2 separate regions of the Mus musculus genome follow, and region 1 is linked to region 2. The links are chromatin contacts, called in public HiChIP or PLAC-seq maps. All regions are on one chromosome and are shown on one strand. The core of a region is the stretch at or near the end of the contact, and the rest is flanking DNA. Distances in the headings are between cores, read along the strand shown.

What was found. HiChIP or PLAC-seq counts read pairs in DNA pulled down with a chosen protein or histone mark.
Region 1: a contact with region 2 is called in an H3K27ac HiChIP or PLAC-seq map of embryonic stem cells, with 19 read pairs. The contact joins two enhancer-like sites. A contact is called at or near these places in 2 of 484 Hi-C or Micro-C datasets (bone marrow-derived macrophages and embryonic fibroblasts), 15 of 115 datasets of contacts at active chromatin or transcription factors (craniofacial prominence, double positive thymocytes, embryonic basal ganglia and 9 more) and 4 of 9 other capture datasets (adipose tissue, embryonic tail, liver and 1 more).

Annotation. Positions count from the first base shown.
Region 1 is chr17:48,000,167-48,004,893 of GRCm38.p6, forward strand. No RefSeq gene overlaps it. Among named protein-coding and RNA genes, the nearest start is that of Gm41591, 12 kb to the left of the region's middle. Within about 2 kb of position 1,620, at least 269 of the 459 cell types and tissues checked have an H3K27ac peak or open chromatin away from gene starts, as enhancers often do. A contact at or near this core is called in craniofacial prominence, double positive thymocytes, embryonic stem cells and 3 more, where this site is marked.
Region 2 is chr17:47,885,147-47,890,560 of GRCm38.p6, forward strand. It overlaps Foxp4 (forkhead box P4), which reads right to left. Exons shown (of 17, transcript NM_001110825.1): 3 at 2,979-3,074. Among named protein-coding and RNA genes, the nearest start is that of Foxp4, 37 kb to the right of the region's middle. Within about 2 kb of position 2,390, at least 94 of the 459 cell types and tissues checked have an H3K27ac peak or open chromatin away from gene starts, as enhancers often do. A contact at or near this core is called in craniofacial prominence, double positive thymocytes, embryonic stem cells and 3 more, where this site is marked.

The DNA of each region.
Region 1 (4,727 bases), core at 370-2,869, 110 kb after region 2:
CTGCTATACAAGTGAACAACCAACCCCTGGCAGGAACAGGGGCTGCAGGATTTCAGATGCACATGATTTTAAGACAGCGAAACACACAAACACTCCCTGTAAGCTTCTAACCAGGTGGACGGCATCTAACCTGCGAGCGAGTGATTTCACTACTAGGGATATTCCCCCAAGGGTAAGGATGGGTGGAGCCTATCTCCACTCAAAGTCGTGAACCAAAGCTGTGGATGTGCGGATGTGGCTCCACTGATCTAGTGTGCACTGAGCCCTTGGCTTCATTCCTCCTAGTATTACATAAATCAGGCTGAGAGATGCACACCTGCAAATCCTGGCGCTTCTGCGGTAGAGGCAGGAGCACATGAGACCCCCCATCTTAAAACAAAAGCAAACAAATTAGATGTGGCTGGGCACAGCTCAGTGGTAAAGGGCTCATCTAGCATATGTGAGGACCTACTAGGCTCATATGTGAGGACCTACTAGATTAATATGTGAGGATCTAGGTTAAATTTCCAGGACTATCAAAACCAAACCAAACCAACCAACCAGAACCAAACACCAAACACCACAAAAAACAGCATTAAAGAAAAAAAATTAAATTTTAATAAATGTCTTTATTTATTTATTTATTTATTTATTTATTTATTGGGTGTGTGTGTGTGTGTGAATGTAGGTGAGTTAGGTAGTCAAAGACACCAGGTGTCCCTGGAGCTGAAGTTACAGGTGGCTGTGAGCTGCCTAACAAGGGTGCCTGGAGGTCAAGCTGAGGTGCTCACAAAAGCAGTGCCCGCTTTTATCCATGGTGCTTCCTCCCCAATCTAGTAAACTTTACAAAAAAAGAGAGAGAGAGACCCGTACATAGGGGGCTTGGTGGGTCCTGCCCAGCCCTCAGAAGGCAGAGGCAGGCAGATTTCTATGAGTCTGAGGGCAGCCTGCTTTATAGAGAGAACTCCATAGCAGCCAGGGCTATGGAGTGAGACCCGGTCTTCAAAAAAAAGAGGAGGAGGAGGAAAGGGAGGAGGGAGGAGGAGGGGAGGGGAGGGGAGAGGAGAGGGGAGAGGAGGGGAGGGGAGGGGGAAGAATCAGCTGTGGCCGACTCACACAGTGGAATGCTCACCCCAGTAAAAATAAGTTTGCATTGGGAATGGAAGCAATGGCCTCCGTGCTGGGAGACTCTCCAAGACACTGTACCAAGTGAAATAAAACAGCTGCAAAAGAGAAGCAAGCACGGGGAAGACGCAATCTCGTGGTCCCATTCATAAAAGGATAGAGACAAGGAAATTTAATCTACGATGATAAGAGTTTTTAAAAGGGGGAGGGCTTGCCTGGGGGCTAAGGGTTGGAGGGGACGGACTTATTTGAGAAACCTACATCCATATTCTTGGAGTCTTCTTTGATTTTTTTTCCTCTCCATGTGCTTTTCTACTGTTTCTTTTTATAGAATTACTTGTTTATCTTAGGTGCTGTGGGTGTTTTCCCTGCATGTGTGTATGTTTGTGCCATGTATGCGATGTATAGGGTTTACAGAGCCGCATAACATCCCCCTGGAACAGGGGTTAGAGTTGTGAGCCTCCACGTGGGTGTTGGAACCCAACCTGGGTCGTCTGTAAGAGTAACAAGTGCTCCTCCTAACCGCCACGTCTCCAGCCCGTCTCTCTATTTTGAATAAAATCTCCAAGTCTGCCTTATGCTGGCTACTCCTGGGTCAAAGCCAAGAATCTCGGGCTTGTCTGAGTTGAAGCCCTAAAGGGTTAAGAGAACCCCCTTGGGCTGCTGAGGGTAACAGTGTGGAGCTGTGTCTCTGCCCCCCCCCCCCAGCTACTCCCCCAAGCTACCCCCCACCCCCGCTGATACAAGGACCGGAAGTGAGGAAGCAGAGGTCTGTTATAAGGGTGGAGTCTTGAGTGATTGACAGCAGCGCCTGTGTAAGCGCTGACTAATGCAGCCTCCAGGGCATCTCTAGGCTCTGTCCACCTCCCTCTCCAGCTCTATTTGCAGTAACTGGGATCCAGTCAAACCAGTTTGCCCGACGTCACTGTTCACTCTCATTGGCTTGTCTAACTGCGCATTTGTCCCCTGCCTTTCGGCTTCTACTGAATACCGAAGGTGTTCTGCCTTCGTGGTCGACACCAGCCAGCCAAACCTCTCCTAGCTGGGGAAGGAGGAGGGCCAGGCAAGCTTCCGCAGCGACAAAAGAAACAAAGCACCCGGCTGGTGAGATGGCCCGGCAGGTAAAGGCACTTGCTCCGAAGCCTGCCTACCTGAACTGGATCCCCAGGGATTCACACGATAGGAGAGAATCCGTTTTCAAAAGTTGTCCTCTGATCTCTACAAGTGTGCTGTGGTAGGGACACACACTCTCCCACTCTCTAAAAGACTAAGTATATAAATATAATTAAAACAAAAGGAAATAAAGCTAATTCAAGCTCCGCTTCCCTCATCAGGTTAAGACTTGCTGGATGCCAGTGTGAGCTTCCTCTGCTGAGCGTCCCAGCCCTGCCCCTCTTCCCATCATGGGACACCAAGCTCAGGGTCCGACTGGGTTAATTTTTACACCTGGACTGAATGCCTTTCATCTGTGTGTGGGTTAAGAGTCTTCTGTTGAGCAAGGAGTCTCAGTTTTGGGAATCCTACCCCACCCGTGAATGAATGATTGGAGGTGGAGCAGTTATGGAGGGCATCCAACTTCCCTGCAAGTGAGTGGGATTCTTCAGGCTTACTTAGCTTCAGCCCCAGCCTAGGGTTGGAGTTGAGTTTGAGACACATGAGACTCTCAACATGAGTTGAGAGTAGAGAGAGACACGTGAGGACTGCCAGGCATGGTGGTGCACACCTGTAATCTTAGCACTTGGGAGGCAGGAGGATGCTCAGAATATTCACCAAGGTCATCTTCAGATACCCATCGAGTTTGAGGCTAACCTGAATTACGTGAGACTCTTGTCCAAAAAAAAAAAAAAAAAGAAAAAAAGAAAGAAAGAAAGAAAAAGGACAAAGGACATAACCTACTTGTGGGGCAGGAAAGAAGTGACAGCCCTGCCTATATCTCATTATTGTTTTTTTTTTGTCCATATAATTGTTAATCATTTATTGAGAGGAACTGCATCTTATACGACCTGTTCCTGGTTCATCGGAACACAGGTCAGTGATGAATGTCCATGAAGCACAACCTGAAGCATCCTTTACATCCTGGAATCACGTTGCTCTCTAAGCAGTACCAGCTTCCTTCTCTCATCCTTCTCAGAATCATAATTTCTGTAGAAATTTGCATATGCCTTCTTTCTTGGTCCAGCCATGGCAAACTTACAGGAAGTTGCAACTCCTAGGGTCACAATGAAGGCACAAGCAACATGAACTTGCAGACACTTGGCCAGAGACCTGGCACCTGAGGTTTCCACAACAAACCAGAGCTCATGGTAGTGAACGTCCTCTATACAGATGTCCTCCCCGGGTCTTGGAGAAATGGAGGCTCATTGTATGCTTACAAGGACTGAATGCTATTGACCACATAGCCCAGGCCAAGAGTGTGCCCTACTCATTCTGGGTTTCACATGATTGTGGGTGTCAACTGCTTTTCACCAAGTAGGCACTTGATAAATGTTTAAAGTCTTGTCGGAGGATGAGTGAGATGATGATTCAGCAGATTAAAGCTCCTGACCAGGTCTGGGGACCTGAGTTCAATCCCTGGAACCCACATAGTGGGGAGAGACCTGACTCCCAACTGACCTCTGCCTTCTGTGTGGGTACATGCATGCACATGCACAGACACGCACAGACATACACAGACAGGCAGACACACACACACACACACACACACACACACACACACACACTAGGGGTTTATCTCTTCTGATGGCCTGGTCCTTGTAGGCATAAGTTTTTCTCAGTCTACTTTAATGAGTGTTCAACCTCTCCTCTTGCCCACCACCCGGCAGAGGTAGTGGAAGAGAAAAGTTATTAGGACATGGGGGAAGTGGACCTGTTTAGCAGTCCTTCAACAGTTAAGACCTGTAGCAAACACCAAATACGACTCAGCAGCTGCAGACCCATCCTCTCAGCAGGCAGGCAGACACCACGCATGAACCAGAAGATATAGTTCAGTCCTGAAAAAACTGCAAGGCTTGCCAACTGGCCCAAGGCCCCTGAAGCCACCAGAAGCCGCAGGAACCTTATGAGCAGTTTTTTGGTGAGTTTCTCTCAATGGCGGTGTCGCCACTAGTGGAGCTCAACAATACCATGTCAGGCAAACCAATACATGTGGGTTGTTATCGAAGAGTAGTGAGGTGGAGCAAACCAAAATAATACTTCCTTCCCACTATCTATGGGGTCATATTTATACTCCATCATGCAGAGTTCTTTCACATGTCCTCTTTAGCAAGACATCCTTTCACCTGTGTGCCCCATCAAGACATTATTTGACATAACTAACTTTCCAAAGACACTAGAAGTTTCCACTTCGGGTTCTGAACAAGCAAAGAGAGACTTTGGAAGGGCTGTTGGGAACTGCAGGCCGCAGATATCACAGTGGCTGTGTATGCCGGCTTCTATCCACAAGGCCCAGAGCCAAAAGGCTTAGGGCTAGAGTCGAGGATGAAACCTCTGAATGGATGTGACTGGGCTGGGAAGAGGGAGTTGAAGTTGGATAGTGAGTTAAGGCGTCTAACGGCTAGGGTGTGACCCCAGTGCTTTGTGGGGTCCACATCTCTGAGATTTATGCCGCTCTGATGCTTCCTTGG
Region 2 (5,414 bases), core at 1,140-3,639:
TGGCCTGGCTGGGACCCTATCTCAAACAAACAAACAAACAAACAAACAAACAAAAAAGAAAACTCTATAAAACACAGTCAAAGAAAAGGCACAACTTTTGGAACAGTGGAGCTGACAAGCCAATGACCCCGACCCTGGCTACCTCCTCGGAATTCCTGGTGCCTGCTGAGCCTCCTAGGATTGGCTGCTACCTGTTTACAGCGATGGATCCCCCTCAGCCTCTGTGGTGTTTGGAGACTCACTGATGCTCGCTGCAGGAAGATCATCAATGAGGTAAGGGACAAATGGCCCATCCCGGAGCAGAATGTGCCCACGGGGCCCCAAGAACCTCCCTCTGTGACTCATGTCACTCAAGTCCCAAATCCACAGCACACGATTTCTGCTAAAGGGCCAGCCTTAGACTCCCATTTCCCCACCAGCCCAGAGCCCACAGGAAAGCAATTTCTAGGCTCTTAGGCCCTGGGTCCCACTTGAGGATAGCGTTTCCACTGTCCTCCTTAGGGACAGTGAAGATGGCATGTGGGTGGGAGACACGGAGAGCAAAGCTGGCTGCAGGATAAACAGGAGGGGGGGGGGCTCAGCTTCATTCAGACCCAAGTACCCCATGACCCTGGGACCCCAGGAGTTTTAATGGCTTTGGACTTCTCAGAGGAACCTCATAAAACTGAGCTCCGAAGCCAGTTCTTTGGGCTCAGTGTGCTCTCTGCCCTTGTTTGCAGGGTGTGCTGGTTTTAATAGTCAACTTCACACAACCTAGAATCACTTAGAATAGAGTCCCCATGAGGGACTGTCTAGATCGTATTGGCCAGTGGGAGTGCCTGTAAGGGACTGTCTTTGTGATCACATTAATTGACAGGTGTGTGGGGGTGGGACTTAGCACTGTGTTAAGAGGAGAGAAGGCAAACACCCTTGGGCTCATGCATGCATTCATTCTCTCTGCTCTTGGATGTGATGTACCAAGCCACCTTGATTCCCCTGTTATGAATGTAGACTAAACTCGTGAGCCTAAGAAAACCTCTCTTTCCTAAGCTGTTTTGTTCCAAGATACTTTATCACAGAAACAGAAATTAGGGCATGGAGTGACTTTGGACTAGTTAGACACCCTCTCAGAGCCTTGTTTTTTTTTTTTTTTTCTTTTTTTTCTCATTTGCAAATGGATTAATAATAGCAGCTGTCCCGTGGGTATGAGGGGCCACCCTTGGATAAGGACTCTGCATTCAGGCTGGCAGGGTGGGGTGAGTAGGGTGGCTCATTTGGTAAATGCATGAGAAGTCCTGGAGTTTGAACTTCGACACCCACCCCGGGACCTGCTGGCTAGCCAGTATGCTACTGAGAGACTGTCTCTGAGGAGGTGCTGAGGATTCTGAGGCTGTCCTGGGGGTGACCCGTGAGGGTATCCTGGCCTTCACACACACACACACACACACACACACACACACACACACACGCTCATATGCGCACACAAATATGCACACCCGTGCACACACATGAAAGAGAAGAAAGAGATACTCGGTTCCTGTGGAGGGTATGGGGAAGCTGATTCCCAGGAGGTGAGAAAGGAGAGAAAGAAGCACCTTCTCTCTCAGAGCCCAACGCAGCCGCTCACCTTGGCAGGGAAGGCAGGCTAGGGATGCGACCATCATCATCCCAGCCCCCAGCTGGAAAGTCCCCCCTGATGCCGGTTCTCCTCCAGGGCCACCCAACTCCTCCTGTCCTGCTGGGGCTCTGGGGCACTTAGAGCTCACACCTCCCTGTTTCACAAAGAGGTCCTAAGCCAGGCCAGCATGGGGAGGGCTGCTGTAGACCCAGAGAACATCCATGGGGAGACCCCTTATCCTATGAGACCTAGTCTGACAGCCCAAGGAGATCTGCCCCTAGTCCCTCCTTCGGTTGCCTTTCCAGACCAGACTTTGTGGTCAACCCCCCCGCCCCCCGCCATACCCCTTTGCCAGCGTCCAACTTGGAAGATCTTAGGAGTGCTTAGATTGCTCAGAGACCACTGACCGCCATGGCTGCACAGCTGTCTGGCACCTTGAATGTTTTCAAAGCCCTTTCCAAACATAAGCTTTAAAAAGAAAACCCAAGCATAGATAACTTGTCTCTGGGCACTGGGCCTGCGTCCTGAGAGCACCCTGCACCTACCTCATGTCACTGTTCTACATCCTCCAGGTCCCCTAGGGCCCCAGAGGTCTCAGGATCAACTTTGCACAGTGCCCACCCCATTTTCCCCTTACATAAACTTCCTTTCAGAGCCTGGCTTAATCTTTCCCTCAGGCCCCAGCCCTCTCTGCCCCCCTCCCCCCATCACCACAGCAGGGAGGGGGCTGGAGGGGTGGTGGTGGGAGGAAGGCGGTTGGCCAGATAGTGACCCAGTGGGACCCAGTCTGCGATTCTCCCAAGTTCTTTGTGACACAAAAGGTAAACAGAAGGCCAGACTTCCCCACCCCCTCCCGCTCGCTCTCCCCCTCCAGTCAGCCAGATGGGCCGACAGGCTGGGGGGGGGAGGGGGGAGGGGAAAAAAAGGGCAGATTGTGCAAAGGAAAACAGAAGAGACAGAGAGATGTCAAGAGACAGGAAATGGGGAGAGACTGGGAGAGATGGGGGGAGGGGAGACTTAGTGATTCTTCAACTGAGAAACCTGGGAGGGACCTAGACTCAGTTTAGGGACAGGGTAACACGTGGGGAGAAAGGAGGACTGCCTGAGAGCCAATGGGAGGAACCCCAGTGAGTCAGGTCCAGAAAGATACAGACAAAGAAACTAGGCAGACGTAGCCCTGGCCGATCAGGTGGAGACAAGAGAGGTGTTAGTGTCTCCGCCCCACCCTGCCATGACTATACTTCTTTCAGAAGCATGGAGCTCGGAAAGTCTGGCGCTCTCTGAGTAGTCTCTGACAGCCCCCACCCCACCAAGAATACCCCCTCCAGCCCTGGTCCCCCTTCCCACTCCTGCCTAGTATGGGTGGGTCCCCCCTGCTCACCTGCACCGCAGAGGCCGACTGTTTACTGTCATTGTTCCCCGGGGAGTTCAGGCTGGAGGCTTGCTGCAACAGGAACTGCCGGGCCACCTGGAGAGCCTGTAAGACAAGGGGCTGAGTCAGTGAGAGGCCCCAGCAGTGCCTTCAGAAGGGGCTGGGATCCGGGATGAGTACACGGAAGTGGGGGTGGGGGTAGGGATAGGGATGGGGGTGGAGGGGGTCGAGCAGTAAGGGGGAGAAGGCGGAGGGTAGTGAGGATCACAGGTCCACATGACCTCTGGGTGAGGATGGAGGTAGGAGTCACTGAGAACAGGATCACAGGGCTCACCCAAGGCTCAGAGAGTCCATTGGTTTTTCCATTAAGACAACAGATGAAAGGGTCAAGGGTCAAAAGGACTCCAGGTAAAAGGGTTGAATAGCAGCTGCTTCTTGTTGAGTGGCTACAGATCTCTCTCTCTAGCTATTTAGCTATTTATTTATTTATTTTTTAGAGAGGCCGTGGCTGCTCTCTGGAACTCACTATGTTCGAGACCAGGCTGGCCTTGAACTCAGAAATCCGCTGCCATCACTCAGGCCTTTGGGCAAGCGCTTGATCTTCCTTTATAAAGCTGGGAGGTAGCTTATCAGCTTCCTCATCCAGAGGAGGCAGCTAAATCCCTAGGAGGTTAAGTAAGTAGCTGGTCCCAAGATGGGCTGATCAGTCCAGGAAGTCTGATTTAAGGAGGGGAGGGGGCCGGGTGTCAATCAAGGAGCTATGGGAGTAAGCAGAGCGGGACTGGTGGTGCAGCTCGGGAGGGCTAGGGCGCACAGGTGGGTGGAGGGGAAGGGTCATTGGCCCCAAGGAAATCATATTTGAAGGTTGTGTCTAGATGATTAGTCACATGGGTGCCTGGGCTTGGTGGCCACAGTGACAAAAGGACAGGGCCAAGGGAATGACAGGAATCGGATGTGGAGTGTGTGTGTGGGGGGGTGCAGCTAGGGATAGGTGGGGAGTGGTAAGTCTGGTCTGAGACTGAAGGGTCAAGGAGACCCAGGAATATGGGTCTAGCCAAGACCTTGTCCCTAAGACCCGGAGGTGGAGGTGGTGACAGTGGAGACCTGTTTAGTCAGCTCCAGGTTCCTTAAAGCCCTTCTAGAGAGCTGAAGCACGCACACACGCACGCACGTATCCAGGCCCTGGAGGCAGAGCTCTGGCACCAGGCGGATATGGGAAGCAGTCCCAGCTCTGTATGTAATGTAGTTCTCTGGCTGTGACCTTGGGTAAGTCATCCCATGTCTCAGCGGTTACGTCTCTTTATCCCTCTCTTTATCCGCAAAACTGGGACACTACCCACTTCAGGATCACTCGGAGGGATTAAAAGACCAATGCCTGCCGCCGCCGCCTCGTTGGCATTCGGGACATCTGTACCCTTTTCTTCTCGGTAATTCCCAGGTGGCTCCCTACTTAGTCGCTCCCATCAGCCCACACTTGTTAGCCGAAGGTGCCCAACTTGTGGCTGTCTCTCTCACTGCCACTCACACCTGCTTCATTCGCACGTGGGCCCCACTCTTCTACCCCAGAATCTTTTAGGATAAAACTCCTCTTTCCTTTCCCCTGCATCCATCCTCTTTCCAATGCTTCCCCCATTTGATCAGGTTCAGGGCCTCCGGACACATCCTTAGGCAAGCGCTCTCCCAGTGAGCCACACCTCCAGCTCCTGCAGTACCAGGGATGTGTGTGGTAGACACTCACAGCTCGGCAAACACCCTCTGAGCACCCACTGTGTACCCAGGGTAACTATTTATATACAATCCACCTGCGTGGCCCTTCCCAGTGTTGACTGGCATGGCTTCCTGGGGTTTCAGCCTAGTTTACCTTCGGACACTATCTAAATACTCACTGGTGTATCTATGGGAACATGTGCTCCTTGCCAGCCCTGGACCCTGACCACCCCAGCTCTTCCCCGCCCCAAATGTTCCAGACTTCCAGGTGGAGTCAAAACAGAACGCTGCCTCTCCCAAAAGGTTTTCTTTAGAAAGCAGAGATCTGACCTTCCTGGGTCCAGAGACTCTGAGATGATAGGAAGAAAATCTGTCGGGGAGAGGCGAGGAGGTGGCCTAGGACCCCTCAGGAAGGTCTTCTGGCCTCTGTTGCCTAGCTTTCACTGGCCTCCAGGGCTAACCTTACATAATGCTTCTTGCTCTCTAAAGCTGGAGAGAGCACAAAAAGAACAGCTAGGGTGAGAGACGAGGTTGTGGGAGTGGGGGTTGACCCCAGAGCTGACCATCACAGGTAATTCAAAAGAGACAGTGGTCAGTGGAAGGGGACAAATCCCCGATGAGGGGGGGATAGCAACAGAGGCATTTCTGAGGATTGGGGGGGGGGGCAGTGAGAGGGGAGATCCTGCCCAGTCTCTGGGGCTGCAGAGTAGCCTGGGAGTTGAATTCATTCCTTACCCA